2 separate regions of the Pan troglodytes genome follow, and region 2 is linked to region 1. Evidence: chromatin contacts called from public HiChIP or PLAC-seq data. All regions are on one chromosome and are shown on one strand. Each heading gives the region's core, a stretch centred on a gene start, on an enhancer-like site or on the middle of the called end of the contact. The rest is flanking DNA. Distances are from core to core; before and after follow the strand shown. Region 1 holds the start of SRSF6 (serine and arginine rich splicing factor 6). Region 2 holds the start of IFT52 (intraflagellar transport 52).

The links. HiChIP or PLAC-seq counts read pairs in DNA pulled down with a chosen protein or histone mark.
Region 2: a contact with region 1 is called in an H3K4me3 HiChIP or PLAC-seq map of stem cell-derived excitatory neurons, with 4 times the contacts expected there. The contact joins the promoter of IFT52 here to the promoter of SRSF6 in region 1. A contact is called at or near these places in 1 of 7 Hi-C or Micro-C datasets (stem cell-derived neural progenitor cells) and 1 of 1 datasets of contacts at active chromatin or transcription factors (stem cell-derived excitatory neurons).

Annotation. Positions count from the first base shown.
Region 1 is chr21:49,717,635-49,724,754 of NHGRI_mPanTro3-v2.0_pri, reverse strand. It overlaps SRSF6 (serine and arginine rich splicing factor 6), which reads right to left and starts at 2,792. Exons shown (of 6, transcript XM_016937936.3): 1 at 1,122-2,792; 2 at 753-901. The coding sequence starts at 1,228.
Region 2 is chr21:49,854,244-49,861,363 of NHGRI_mPanTro3-v2.0_pri, reverse strand. It overlaps IFT52 (intraflagellar transport 52), which reads right to left and starts at 4,193. Exons shown (of 14, transcript XM_016937943.3): 1 at 4,048-4,193; 2 at 280-404.

The DNA.
Region 1 (7,120 bases), core at 1,543-4,042:
AGCCAAAGGGTCATAGGGCAAGGGTCACACAATGTATGGAAAAGCCAAGGCCAATCAGGAAAGGCAGTCATCTTAGCCTCAGTGGACACAGCCTCAGCCCCATTGGTCACTTTCAAATTGAAACATCAAGGACTTGTTAAAAAGTTTGAATTCAACATGCAACAATTTAAACATCAAACATTTAACATAACCAAAAATCCCCCCAACCTCCTCCCAATAACATGCCCCAATTAGTTCAAATACAGCATAAAGCTTATTTAGATCTACTTTGTGGTACAATACCACATTACTTAAAAATAGTACATTCTTTGGCCCCCATCAAGTTCCATAGCTTTAAGACCTATACTTTATGCTCCTCCCCTTCCCCGTCCCCCGCGCCCCCTACCCCACCTCCACCCGAGCCTGCCCCCGAACCTCTAACTAATGCACTGATAGGTAAGTAAGGAGGATACAACAAATACAGCCACCCCTTACTTCCTCTGGGGGAAGAACCCGTGACAGTGCTGACAAGGGGCCAGAAGAAGCCACCCACCTCCCAACTTGGCAAATAAACAAAACCAAACACCCAAACCCAATCCCCGCGCTCCGGCGTCCCATGGCTGCCCCGGGCAGACGTGAAGGCAGCGGGGCTCGGGGACACCCAAGTCAAACGACCCCCGGCCCTCGCGCCTGCCCGGGCTGGGAGGCCCCACCCCACCCACCCCCGCCCCCAGGGTCCCCAAGGGCGCGGAGCGCGCGGGGGTGGGACTCACTGCGGCTTCCGTAGCTGTAGCCGTCGCGATCGCGACGCGGGCCCCGGGCGTGCTCTACGATCACGCGCTCGCCGCAGAGCTCCTTGCCGTTCAGCTCGTAAACGGCGTCGTCGGCGTCGCGGGAGTCCTCGAACTCCACGAAGCCGTACCTAGGGGCGGTGCGAGGGCCGGACAACGGCGGGGGAGTCGTTAGCCAGGGCGCGCCCGTGCGCGCGCCCGTACCCCACCGCGCGCCCCCGCGACGCCGCGCCGTCGCCATCTTTGAGGCCCTGCCACGCGGCGCCGCGGCCTTGGCCGCTTCTTTCCTTGGAGAGTTCCCGCCGCCACCAGGCCTGGGACGCTGGGCGCGGGCGCCCAGGCCCGACTCACCCATTTTTGAGGTCTACTTCGAGGAGGCGGCCATAGCCACTGAAAAAGCGCTGGATGTCCTTCTCCCGGACGTTGTAGCTCAGGCGTCCTATGTAGACGCGCGGCATGTCCGTGGCGGGCGGGGGCCCAAGGGCTGGTTGTCGAACGGCGGACCGCAAGCCAGTAGCCGCGGTGCGGGTGCGGGGACGGCAAGAGCCCGAACACGCGCCTCACACCACAGGGGCGGCCGAGTCCAGCCACACAATGGCGCGCGCGCGCGCCAGGCTTACGCTATATGGGCGGCCGGTGGGGCGGGGCCTGGAGCGTGATGTCAGCGCGCAGCGGCACGTCCGTCCCGCGTCGTCCCTGGGCTAGATGGTGACTGGCGAGTCCGTTGCCCGCGACGTTTCGGTGTAGTGCGGTCTTGCTAGCTTCTAGGATTTTTCTCTAGCCCTCCCCACCGTCTTTGAGAACACAATGTCTCTAATCCAGCCGCAGAACTGTTTTCTAATTTGTACCTTTTATAAAACTCTGCGCGATCTCTTCGGGGTTGAAGCTCGGGAGGCGGGCTGAGCGAATCCCCGTTTTTCATTGGTTCTCGAGGTTATCATAATAGGTCGCCGCGGTCTCTGCTTGGTGGCTTAAAACGAGGCTGCCGATTTCTCCCAGCGATTGGTTGATGCTCGTTTTGATGGGGACCGCGGTCTCGGACCCAGTCGCTTGTCTTGTTTCGCAGAATCTGAGGATCGCGCGCCGAGGTCTTGCTGACCGGGCGGGGGTCGCGTTGCGAGCGCGCAGACCCGCCGACATCAGCCTCTCCGGGTCTCACTCGCAGCCTTCGCCTCCCCGGACGTTCCCCTCTCCCTCCATGGGTCTTTCTTGGAGCCCTGGCAGCTTGACTCACTTGTGGATTGGGCTATCCGTGGCAATCCTACGCTCACTGTAGGTGCTCAAAAGGGAGCGTGGACGAGACCCGGCAGCCCTCCCACAGCGACGAACGATTTTTTTTCTCCCGTGTACGGGGAAAGTCCTTTGTCCCAATACTATCATTTCCTCCATTGACTTGAAAGTGCCTTATTTTGTGAGTTTATCAATGGAGATGCTGTTTAAAGCTGGAGAACCAGATTGAAAACCTCAAAGGAGTAAGTTTAAGTGGAGAGCGGAAGACCCAGGCCAACGCCTGGGGTACTCTGAAATTTAAGCACAGGAAAGGAGACTGGGAGGAGTGACTAGCGAGGTAGGGAGAAGACCAGGAGAGTAGGGTGTCACCGAAGCTAAAAAAAAAAAAAAAAAAAAAAAAGGAAGGGATATCACTGAGATAACACCAGCTCTTTAGATATTTATGTATTCCTGCTCTGTTTTGAGTGGTGCAACCTCAATATCCTTAAGCTTCGGGTTGAAAAAGGGGGGTTTTGTCCTCCTGGAGCTATTTGGAAGTCTAGAGGGAAACGTTGTTTGTCACGACTGAGGGAGGTAGAGGCCGTGCTTAAAGTTAGATAAATAAAAAATACGAGTCTGTAATCCCCACATCTTGGGAAGCTGAGGCAAGAGGATCTCTTGAGCCCAGGTGTTCGAGGCTGCAGTGAGCTATGATCATGCCACTGCACTCCAGCCTGGGTGACAAAGCAAGACTCCAACCTGCCTGAAGGAAAGAACAAAGCTTCCGCAGCGTGGAAGGGGACCCGAGCGGGTTGCCACTGCTGGCTGGACTGCCAGTTTTTAGTCCCTTATTTGGCCCTGCCTACATCCTGCTGATTGGTCCATTTTACAGAGCGCTGATTGGTCCATTTTACAGAATGTTGATTGGTCCGTTTTTACAGAGTGCTGATTGGTGTGTTTACAAACCTTTAGCTAGACAGAGAGCACTGATTGGTGTGTTTTCAATCCTTTAGCTAGACGGGAAAGTTCTCCAAGTCCCCACCCAACCCAGAAGCCCAGCCGGCTTCACCTCTTCACCTCGGTAGGCAGAATAAGGGTTCCCCCTAAAGATGTCTATGTCCTAATCCTAATCCCTGAAACCTGTGAAGATGTTACCTTGTATATCAAAAGGGACTTTGCAGATCTGATTAAGTTGAGCATCTTGAGATGCAGAGATGCCCCGGGATTGTCCAGGTGGGCCCCATGTGATCATAAGGGTGATTACAAGAGGGGGACAGGAGAGCCACAGTCAGAGAAGCAGATGTGACAAAGGAGGCTGGGATTGGGGTCAGAGTGATTGGCTGTAAGAAAGTCACAACCGAAGTTAATGGCTTTGAAGATGGAGGAAGGAACCATAAGCCAAAGGGTGCCAGTAGCCTCTGGAAGCTGGAAGACACGAGGGAACAGATTCGCCCCAGAGCCTCCTGAAAGAACGCAGCCCAGGCCAGGCTCTGTGGCTCACACCTGTGCCATCTCGGCTCACTGCAACCTCCGCCTCCTGGGTTCAAGTGATTCTCCTGCCTCAGCCTCCCGAGTAGCTGGGATTACAGGCATGCACCACCACGCCCAGCTAATTTTGTATTTTTAGTAGAGACGGGGTTTCACCATGTTAGGCTGGTCTCGTTTCGAACTCCCAACCTGAGGTGATCCACCCGTCTCTGCCTCCCAAAGTGCTGGGATTACAGGCGTGAGCCATTGTGCCAAGCCCAACACCAGCTCTTTGGATATTTTTGTATTCCTGCTCTGTTTTGAGTGGTGCAACCTCAATATCCTTCCGCTTCGGGTTGAAAAGGGGGGGCGGGGTTTGTCCTCCTGGAGCTATTTGGCAGTCTGGAGGGAAACGTTGTTTGTCACGACTGGGGGAGATAGAGACCGTGCTTAAAGTCAGATAAAAAATATGATTCTGTAATCCCTGCACCTTGGGAAGCTGAGGCAGGAAGATCTCTTGAGCCCAGGAGTTCGAGGCTGCAGTAAGCTATGATCATGCCACTGCACTGCAGCCTGGATGACAAAGCAAGACTCTGACTCAATGAAATAAAGAAAAACAAGGAGCAAGGCGTAGTAGCTCACGCCTGTAATCCCAGCACTTTGGGAGGCCCAGGTGAGAGGATTGCTTGAGCCCAGGAGTTCGATATCAACCTGGGCAACATGGCAAGATCCCATCTCTACAAAAAACTTGTTTTAAAAAAATTAGCTGGGCATGGTGGCACATGCCTGTAGTCACAGCTATTGGGAAGGCTCTCAACAGGGGGCAGTGGTTCTCAACAGGGGGTAGTTCTGTCCCCCCTGCGGACATCTGTCAATATCTGAAGACTTTCTGGTTGTCACAGCTGGAGGAGGGAAGGAGCTGCTCGTATCTCATGGGTAGAGGCCAGGGATGCCACGAAACATCCTGCAAGGCACAGGACAGCCCCACCACGAAGGATTATCTGGTCCCCAATGTCAATAGCTGAGGTTGAGAAGTGCTATTCCAAATGAATCCTGTACAGAAGTTTTTTTCTTTTCTTTTTTAAATAGAGGCAGGGTCTCCCTATGTTACCCAGGCTAATCTTGATCTCCTGGGCTCAAGGAGTTCAAGCCTCATCCTCCCAAAGTGCTGGGATTACAGGCATGAGCCACCATGCCCAGCCTATGGAAGTTTTTAAAACGAAGTTTGGACTAGCTTGGCAACATGCAATCCAATCTCCCAGTTGGAAGAGCCTCAGAGGATCTTTCAGTCATCTGATTCATGATTCTTTCTAACTCTGTCACTGACAGTTTCCAATTCTGGATTCTGTTCCTGGAGCAACTACTGCTATATTCACTCCACTCCATACAAATACACCTGAGTTGCTACGAGAGGGGATTTGCCGGGCACCGTGGCTCACACCTGTAATCCCATCACCTTGAGAGGCAGAGATGGGATCACTTGATCCCAGGAGCACAAGACCAGCCTGAACAACATAGCAAGACTCCATCTCTTAAAAAAAAAAAAGGCCAATACTGGCGGCGTATACTTGTAGTCCCAGCTACTCCAGGGACTGAGGTGGGAGGATCACTTGAGCCCTGGAGGTCAAGGCTGCAGTGAGGTATGATGGCTCCACTTCACTCCAGCCTGGGTGACAGAGCAAGACTCTTGTCTAAAAAAGAAAGGAGAGAAAGGAAAGAAAGAAATAAGAAAAGATATGAGCTCCCATGCTGCACATCTACCATTTCTCCTTTGAGTTGTTCTCCCAACACATCAGCAGAGTTGAGTCCTCAGGAAGACTCCACAGAATGGTGACAATCCAACACCTCTCTCAATTATGATATTTGAAACTGTTTTCTCTTCCTCAGCAGTGCTCTTGGGTTTTTTGTTAGGGGTAGCCACTGGGCTTTGGGAAAGAGAAGTGAGAGGAAGAGTGGATGATATCAGCTGCATCTTTCTCTTTGACAAACGAATTCCCTATCCTTCAATAAATACTATCCCACTAACTCCCCAAAGCAATGTCCAGTCCCACCAATACCGTAAGAGTGTCATTTCCTGCTTCAACTCTTGCAAATAATTTTAATAAATTTTTTAAAAATGAGAGTTTGATGAGTAACAAATGTTATCATTGTCAAATTCTCCTTTCCCTAACTAAATTCCATGGACTTAAGCCTCTCTCTATACATATTTATGTATACATGCACATATAAATCTTGCTGCTGCCCACTCTTTGGGTCCGCACTACCTTTAAGAGCTGTAACACTCACTGCAGCAGGTCTGCAGCTTAAGACCACGAACCCACTGGAAGGAAGGAACTCCGGACACATCTGAACACCTGAAGGAAAAACTCCGGACACACCATCTTTAAGAACTGTAACACTCACTGCGAGGGTCCGCGGCTTCATTCTTGAAGTCAGCAAGACCAAGAACCCACCGGAAGGAACCAATTCCACACACACTACCACAGGGACTCTGAAATTTTGTTAAATTTAGGAATGGAAGCTGGGTGCAGGGACTTGTGCTTGTAATCCTAGCGCTTTGGGAGGATGAGGTGGGAGGATCTCTGGAGGCCAGGAGTTCAAGACCAACCTGGGCAATATAGCAAGTCTACAAAAAATGAAAAAAGGCCAGGCACAGTGGCTAACGCCTGTAATCCCAACACTTTGGGAGGACGAGGTGGGCAGATCACTTGAGGTCAGGAGTTCGAGACCAGCCTGGCCAAAATGGTGAAACCCCGTCTCCACTAAAAACACAAAAATTAGCCGTGTGTGGTGGTGCAGGCCTGTAATCCCAGCTGCTCGGGAGACTGAGAATCGCTTAAACCTGGGAGGTGGAGGTCGCAGTGAGCAGAGATTGCACTACTGCACTCCAGCCTGGGCGACAGAACAAGACTACGTGTCAAAAAAAGAAAGAAAAATGTTAGTAGGCATGGTGGCACGCACCCGTAGTCCTAGCTACTTGGGAGGCAAAGGCAGGAGGATCACTTGAGCCCACGTGTTTCAGGCTGCAGTGAGTCGTGATTGTGTGACTGCTCTCCAGCCTGGGCCACAGAGTGAAGACCTGTCCCCCTCCCTTCCAAAAATTCAGGAATGGCAACTGGGAAGTGTCTAAAAAGGTAAGGAAAAAACCCGAAAAGAGTGTGGTGTCACAGAAGCTAGGAGTGGAAAGGGTTTCAGGGAGGTAGTGGTTAATTGACAAACAGCAAGTTCATAAACCTTTGACCCAGTAACCTTAATCCTAGAAATCTATTTGACAAGGGGCCAGTTTGTAAAATCATAGGTCCAGGGATGCTTATTCAAGCCATGGAATACTCTTCCACAATGAAAATAAGTAAGATTATTCTCATTTCAAATAAATATTTATTGAATGCCTACTGTTCTCAGCATTGGGAAAACCATAGTAACGTCATGTGTCAGCTTTGCAAACTAGGGCCCCAGTCAAATCTTGGCCTGCCACCTGTTTTGTAAATAAGGTTCTATGGGAACACAGTATCACCCATTCATTTACACATTGTCTATGGCTCCTCTCAAGCTACAACAGCAGTCTTGATTTGTTATTATATTGAGTGGTTGCAACAGAGACTATCCAGCCTGCAAAGCCTGAACTATTTCCTCGCTGGCTCTTCACAGAAGAGGTTTGCTTACCTCAATCTGTG
Region 2 (7,120 bases), core at 2,944-5,443, 140 kb before region 1:
TGATCCGCCCACCTTGGCCTCCCAAAGTGCTGGGATTACAGGTGTCAGCCACCGTGCCGGCCAGTCTTGATCTCTTGACCTCGTGATCCGCCCGCCTCAGCCTCCCAAACTGCTGGGATTACAGGTGTGAGCCACCACGCCAGACCTAATTCTGAATAATCTTTAAATTGAGCTTCTCCCACCTAAACAATCTATGTTACCTAAGAAAATAAAGACTTCTCAGCTTTATCAGCAGGACAATATCATTTAGAAGGGAAAACAATATACATGGTCAGTCACCTCTGAATCTTCCAATTACTCCGAAGTTTTTTCTGCATGGATTTATAGCCATTGTTGGTGGTAAATATCTCCTTTTTGTAGGCATTGAAAAGAATGGTGCTCCGCAGCTCTTTCTCCATGGTTACCTTATGGAAGAAAGATGGGATCAGAAAATCAATAAACAATATTCCAAAGACCCTAAAAGTAATAAATAGTTGCCTTCTACTACTAATTTATCAAGAAAGGGTATACAACTGAAACCTATCTAGGAAACTCCTACAATTCTCAAAGGTTGAGAGTGAAATGCAAAAGCATAGCACAGAAACCTAAGACCAAAACCAACCCAGCCCTCCCCTACCCGCTTTTGCTTTCTGCCTCTTGCCCAGATCCTCCCAACAGCCTACACCTATGGCCCTGCCCTGCCATCACCCTGCTCTTGTGTCCCAAGACCATGTTTCCAACCTGATTCATTACTGCTAACTACTGTTAAACGCGGGGTATAGTCTTCTAGATTCTATTTTTCTTTTTTTTTTGAGACGGAGTCTTGCTCTGTCTCCCAGGTTGGAGTGCAATGGTGTGATCTTGGCTCACTGCAACCTCCATCTCCCGGGTTCAAGCGATTCTCCTGCCTCAGCCTCCTGAGTTGCCAGGATTACAGGCACGTATCACCATGCCCAGCTAATTTTTGTATTTTCAGTAGAGACGGGGTTTCACCATGTTGGTCAGGCTGGTCTCAAACTCCTGACCTCGTGATCCACCTGCCTTGGCCTCCCAAAGTGCTGGGATTACAGGTGTGAGCCACTGCACCCAGCTCGAGATTCTTTTTATACATATATTAACTTACAGTTTTATTTTATGAAATAGGATCTTACCATATGCATTATTCTGAAACACCTGTTTCACCTAACCTTGTATATTTGACATCTTTCTTTGTCAGTACACATGGATCTACCATATTCTTTTAAACAGCTACACAGGGCTGGGTGCAGTGGCTCACGCCTGTAACTCCAGCACTTTGAGAGGCTGAGGTGGGAGGATTGCTTGAGCTCAGCAGTTCCAGACCAGCCTGGATAACATGATAAAACCACATCTCTACAAAAAAAATTAGCAGGGCATGGTGGCACATATCTGTAGTCCCAGCTATTTGGGAGGCTGAGGTGAAAGGATTGCTTGAGCCCAAGAGGTTAAGGCTGCAGTGAGCCACAATCACGCCACTCTGCACTCCAGCCTGGAGAACACAGCAAGACCCTGTCTTTAAACAACAACAACAACAAAAACAGCTACACAGTATTCATTTTATGGATCTACCATAATTTATTTAACCAGTCATCTACTGGCTGACATCTTTTATCAAATATTTTCTAAAACAATACTAAAAACATCAATGTTAAACAACATGTTTTTCTGCAATTTGCATATTTGTAGAGATTCTTACCTATTGAATGGCTGAGTAAATCATTTCCAAATTGCCCTCCAAAAAGTTATACTCATTGATATTTCCACTAACACACTTCTGTTTCCACACAATCCTATTTCCAGTCTTTGTCATGTTTGCCAATAAAGGGCCAAAAAACCCCCCTCATTACTGTTTTAATTTCCACTTTGAAGTTAGTGAGATAGTTGTCTCTTGCTATAGATTTTTGCCACTTGTATTTCTTCTGATTTTCTTGTCCAGGTACTCTTGATCATTTTTCTCTTTAAATTTTTCTTTTTAAAAACTTCTTCTTATTATTATTTGAGATAAAAGTCCCACTCTGTGACCCAGGCTGGGAGTGCAGTGCTGCAATCACAACTCACTGTAGCCTTGACCTCCCAGGCTCAAGCAATCATCCCACTTCAACCTCCTGGGTAGCTGGGACTACAGGCGCGCACCAGTGTCCAGCTAATTTTTAAATGTTTTGTAGAAGCAAGGTCTTGCTATGTTGCCCTTGAACTCCTGACCTCAAGTGATCCTCCTACCTCAATCTCCCAAAGTGGTGGTTTACTGGCATGAGCCACTGCACCCAGTCGGGTTTCATAATTTTCTAATTGATCATTAAACAAACATTTTCATAACTTTATTTGGCTTCTGGTAGTTTTTTTGGTTTGGTTGAATTTTGCAGGCCATATAGATTTTAAATTTTATAGAGTTAAAAGTATGAATCTTTTCCTTTCTGGCTTCTGGATGACATGAAACATTTAGAAGAGTTTTTTGTCATTCTAAGATTATAAATAAATTCAACAATGCTTTACTTCAGTACTTCATGACGTAATTTTTTTTTTTTTTGAGACAGAGTCTGCTCTGTGGCCTAAGCTGGAGTGCAGTGGCACGATCTCGGCTCACCACAACCTCTGCCTCCCAGATTCAAGAGATTCTCGTGCCTCAGCCTCCCAAGCGGCTGGGACTACAGGCGCCCAAACACACCCGGCTAATTCGTGATGTAATTTTTTAACATTTAAATTTTAGTCCATTTGGAAATTATTGTGGTGCTCAAAATGGGCTTCATTCCTTTTTTTTTTTTTTTCCTTCTTTTTCAAAGCATAGTCTCGCTCTGTCACCCAGGCTGGAGTGCAGTGGTGCAATCTCGGCTCGCTGCAACCTCCGCCTCCCAAGTTCAAGCAATTCTCCTGCCTCAGCCTCCCCAGTAGCTGGGATTACAGGCGCGCGCCATAGTAGAGACGGTGTTTCACCAGGTTGGCCAGGCTGGTCTGGAACTCCTGACCTCAAGTGATCCACCCGCTTTGGCCTCCCAAAGTGCTGGGATTACAGGTGTGAGCCACCTCGCTCGACTGGTTTAATTATTTTCTAAATTGCTAAAAAAGCTGCCTGACCCCAATTCATCTCTTCAATGCTGATTTGAAATACAGTACCACCTCGCCTATATAATAAATCCCTATATATAAATCGCTCTTATTCTGAGTTCTAATATATTTTATCTACCTGTAAGCTCCTGCTGAGTTCCAAACTTTTTAAATTAATTTATTTATTTTCAGAGACAGGGTTTCCTTTTGATACCCATGCTGGTCTCTGACTCCTGGGCTCAAGGGATCCTGCCGCCTCAGCCTACCAAGTAGCCAGGACTACGGGCCCACACTGCTGCACCCATCTTCTATGCTAGTTTAATTGCTATACCTTTATGTTATAATATCTGGTGGTTCTGGAGAGCTAATCTCCCTTATTAGCATTAATTTTAGAATTTTCCTGGCTACTTTCACATATTTATTCTTCTTTAAGCACTTTAACATCGTTTTGTCCAGTTCAAAAACTGCCCCCTCCATGGTCCCACCACCGTGATACATCTATCTTTTTTTGTTCTGTTAGTTCAGCCCCTGGTGAGAGTAGCAGGTCTGCGTTCCTGTACTGTCAGACTTAGTCAGAAATGCATTTCCTTAATAACAGTATAAGGCCTTTAAAACTATAAAAATAACAAATATTTGGGTAACGCTGCCAAACCATTCTCTCGCTTTCTTTTCAATAACATTACCAGTCAAATCAGTATTTTCCCACATGAATACCGAGGGGTCGCAGCCACGACAGAAGAGAGATTAAGACTGTACGATTCCTCGTCCCATGCTCTTTCATAGTCAGCGGAACGACTAAACACCTGCACCACCCGAGGCCGTGGAGATGGGCGCCCAGCCGGGGCGCCAGGAACCCGGGCTACGTCCGCGCCCACAGTTTACTTCACCCCGGGGGACCCTGGATGTTCTATGACCGGCCCAGCGGCCTCGAAGAGTGTGGCGAGTCCCTCGCCAGCTCCCAGGCCGCACCAACGCCCCAGCCGGCCCACCACTGTTGGAGCCCTTTACCTGAGGCCCAGCGACCACCGGTCACCTGACGCCGCCCAGCATCCCGCGGCCAGGTATCCAAGGCCGCTTAGTAACCGGAGAGGCGCGTCGGTGCGCCGGGAGGCGTGGCCCAAGACGCAGCGCTAGCTCCGGCCGACGTGATGACGACATCACGGAAGGCGCCTCTCCGTCGCAGGCGTCAGGGGTAGGCAGCCTGACTGATGTGGGGCTGTACCATTTGGTGCATGAGGGGCAAATCCAAACATAAGGAGAATTAACTTTTCACCAAAAATAAACCCATTTAATTTTGTTCTTTAGTCTCAATTACGAGTAAAGACTAATAACAACGGTAGGACCCAAGTGCCCAAACTTCCCTCCACCCACAGGGAGGAGAATAGTGAAGGCTTCCATCGCGGGGGGGTTGGAGAACGCCCCAGCTTCGATTCCCAAGGCGCAGGAGCAGAGTGGAGCCAGGCGAGGGCGGGGCCGGGCGGAAGGCTGGGGTGGACTATTGGGAACTACTTAACGGAAAAGGGTGCGCAGGTTTAGTGTTGAGAATGATAACAGCGTATAATTCTGTTTTATTAACTCCGCATCTTTGCTTGCCATGGTACTAGGCTTGAGCGCCGGCGAGCATGGCGGGGAGTTAGAACTTGAATAGATTCTACAAAAATGTGAAAACTATGAACTGTATTAGGGAGTCTAACGACTAAGCTGGTCAAAAAGGCGCCCCTGTTGAGCAGAGATTTGAAGAGAGAGTGGTATTCATTAAGGCAAAGGCTGGGGAAGGGCGTTCCGGGCAGAAAGAACTGCTTGTGCAAAAGCACCACCAATACAGGTTGCCCTGCCATCGCCATTAAGGTGGGAAACCAGACGCCTGCAACTACCAACAGGCCACCCGACTACCCAGGAAAGTGCTCTGTGCCTGCCTTTAGAGGTGTGTGGATTTGTGAACAACCCTGCAGCAGCCTGGAAGACCCAAACTGAAGATTGCAGAGAGCTCTGACAGTTTTTATTTACATTTATGTTTGTCTTCGAGTTTAGGATATTAAAACACATACAACTCGTGTTGCTTTCCACAATTTCTGTCACTCGAAATTTTAAAAGTGGAGACGGGCCGGGCGCAGCGGCTCTCTCCTGTAATCCCAGCACTTTGGGAGGCTGAGGCAGGTGGATCTCTTTAGCCCAGGAGTTCGAGGCCAGCCTAGGCAACATGGCGAAACCCGGTATCTACTAAAAATAGGAAAAATTACCTGGGCGTGGTGGCGCGCGCCTGTAGTCCCAGCTGCTTGGGAGACTGAGGTGGGAGACTGATTGATCCTAGGAGGTTGAGGCTGCAGTGAGCCGTCATGGTGCCACCGCACTCTAGCCTAGGCAACACAGTGAGACTTTGTCTCAAAAAAGAAAGTGGAGAAGAGGGTGATTTGAGAATTCTCTTTGGTCAGATGAAGTGGCTTCTGCCTGTAATCCCAGCATTTTGGGAGGCCAAGGTGGGAGGACTGCTTGAGGCCAGGAGTCTGGGACCTGGGTAACAGTAACACCTTTTCTCTCCAATAATAATAGTAATAATAAATAAAAAAAGAAAATTAGCCAGGCATGGTGGCACACACCTGTAGTCTTAGCTGCTTGGGAGGCTGAGGTGGGAAGATCGCTGGAACCCAGGAGTTCGGGCTGCAGTGAGCCATGATCGCTCCACTGCACCCCAGCCTGGGCAACAGAGTGAGACTCTGTCTCTTAAAAAAAAAAAAAAAAAAAAGTTATCTTCTTGGGGATGCTGTATTTTGGTGCAGAATTGGGTGAATACAGTTTGCAGTTAAGGTAATAATGGAAATGAAGTATTCTCACTGAAGAGAGAGTAGGCCGTCCCATTTGAAGGCTGGGACAAATCTTGGGATCTTTCTGCCTGATATGCAGTCAGTGTTTGCTACAGCACCTGCCCAGAGCATTTCTCCCACTGTTGGAGATTGCAGAAAGAGTAAGAGTTTTGGCCGGGTGCAGTGGCCCACGCCTGTAATCCCAGCACTTTGGGAGGCCAAGGCAGGTGGATCACTTGAGGTCAAGAGCTCGAGACCAGCCTGACCAACATGGTGAAACCCCGTCTCTATAAAAAATAAAATAAAAATAAAAATACAAAAAATTAGCCGGGTGTGGTGGCGGGCGCCTGTAATCCCAGCTGCTTGGGAGACTGAGGCAGGAGAATCACTCAAACCCAGGAGGCAGAGGTTGCAGTGAGCTGAGATTGCACCATTGCACTCCAGCCTGGGCAACAAGAGCATAACTCCATCCCCGCCGCCCCCCCAAAAAAAAGCAAGAGTAAGACTTTTAGAATCAGTAGTTGTCACCAAGTTCAATTCCTCGCTGTGACTTGTACCAGCTGGGTGACCTTGGGCAGTTTTCATAATCTCTGAGCAAATGTATCCTATCTGTAAAGTGAAGTTAATAATTTCTTTCTTTCTTTTTTTTTTTTTTGCCGAAACTGAGTCTTGCTCTGTTGCCCAGGCTGGAGTGAAATGGCATGATCTCCGCTCACTGCAACCTTCGCTTCCTGGGTTCAAGCAATTCTCCTGCCTCAGTCTCTCAGGTAGCTGGGATTACAGGCACCCGCCACCATGCCCGGCTAACTTTTGTATTCTTAGTAAAGACGGGGTTTCACCATTTTGGCTAGGCTGGTCTTGAACTCTTGACCTCGTGAATTGCCTGCCTTGGCCTCCCAGAGTGCTGGGATTACAGGCGTGAGCCACTGCGCCCAGTCTGAAGTTCATAATTTCTAAATGCTGGCTTATAGTGAGGATTGTAGATAATGCATATAAAACTTGGAATGTGCTCAATAAACACAGGTTGTAGCATGTTCCATTCAACAGCATAGTTTTTCATTTTTATTTTTTAGCCTGATGAAAATAATTGTGCTTTTACAATCTCAGAACAGATAGAACCATTATATGTTTCACCGTCCACAGCTGATTGTGTGCTTCTGACACTACTATTACGTTTCTGATCATTATACTCTTGTTTTTTTGCTTTGGGAAGTTAGGGGGATTTTGACCTCTCCCTCATCTTGTCCCAAATTTGTCGATTATCCGGCACTATTAAGATG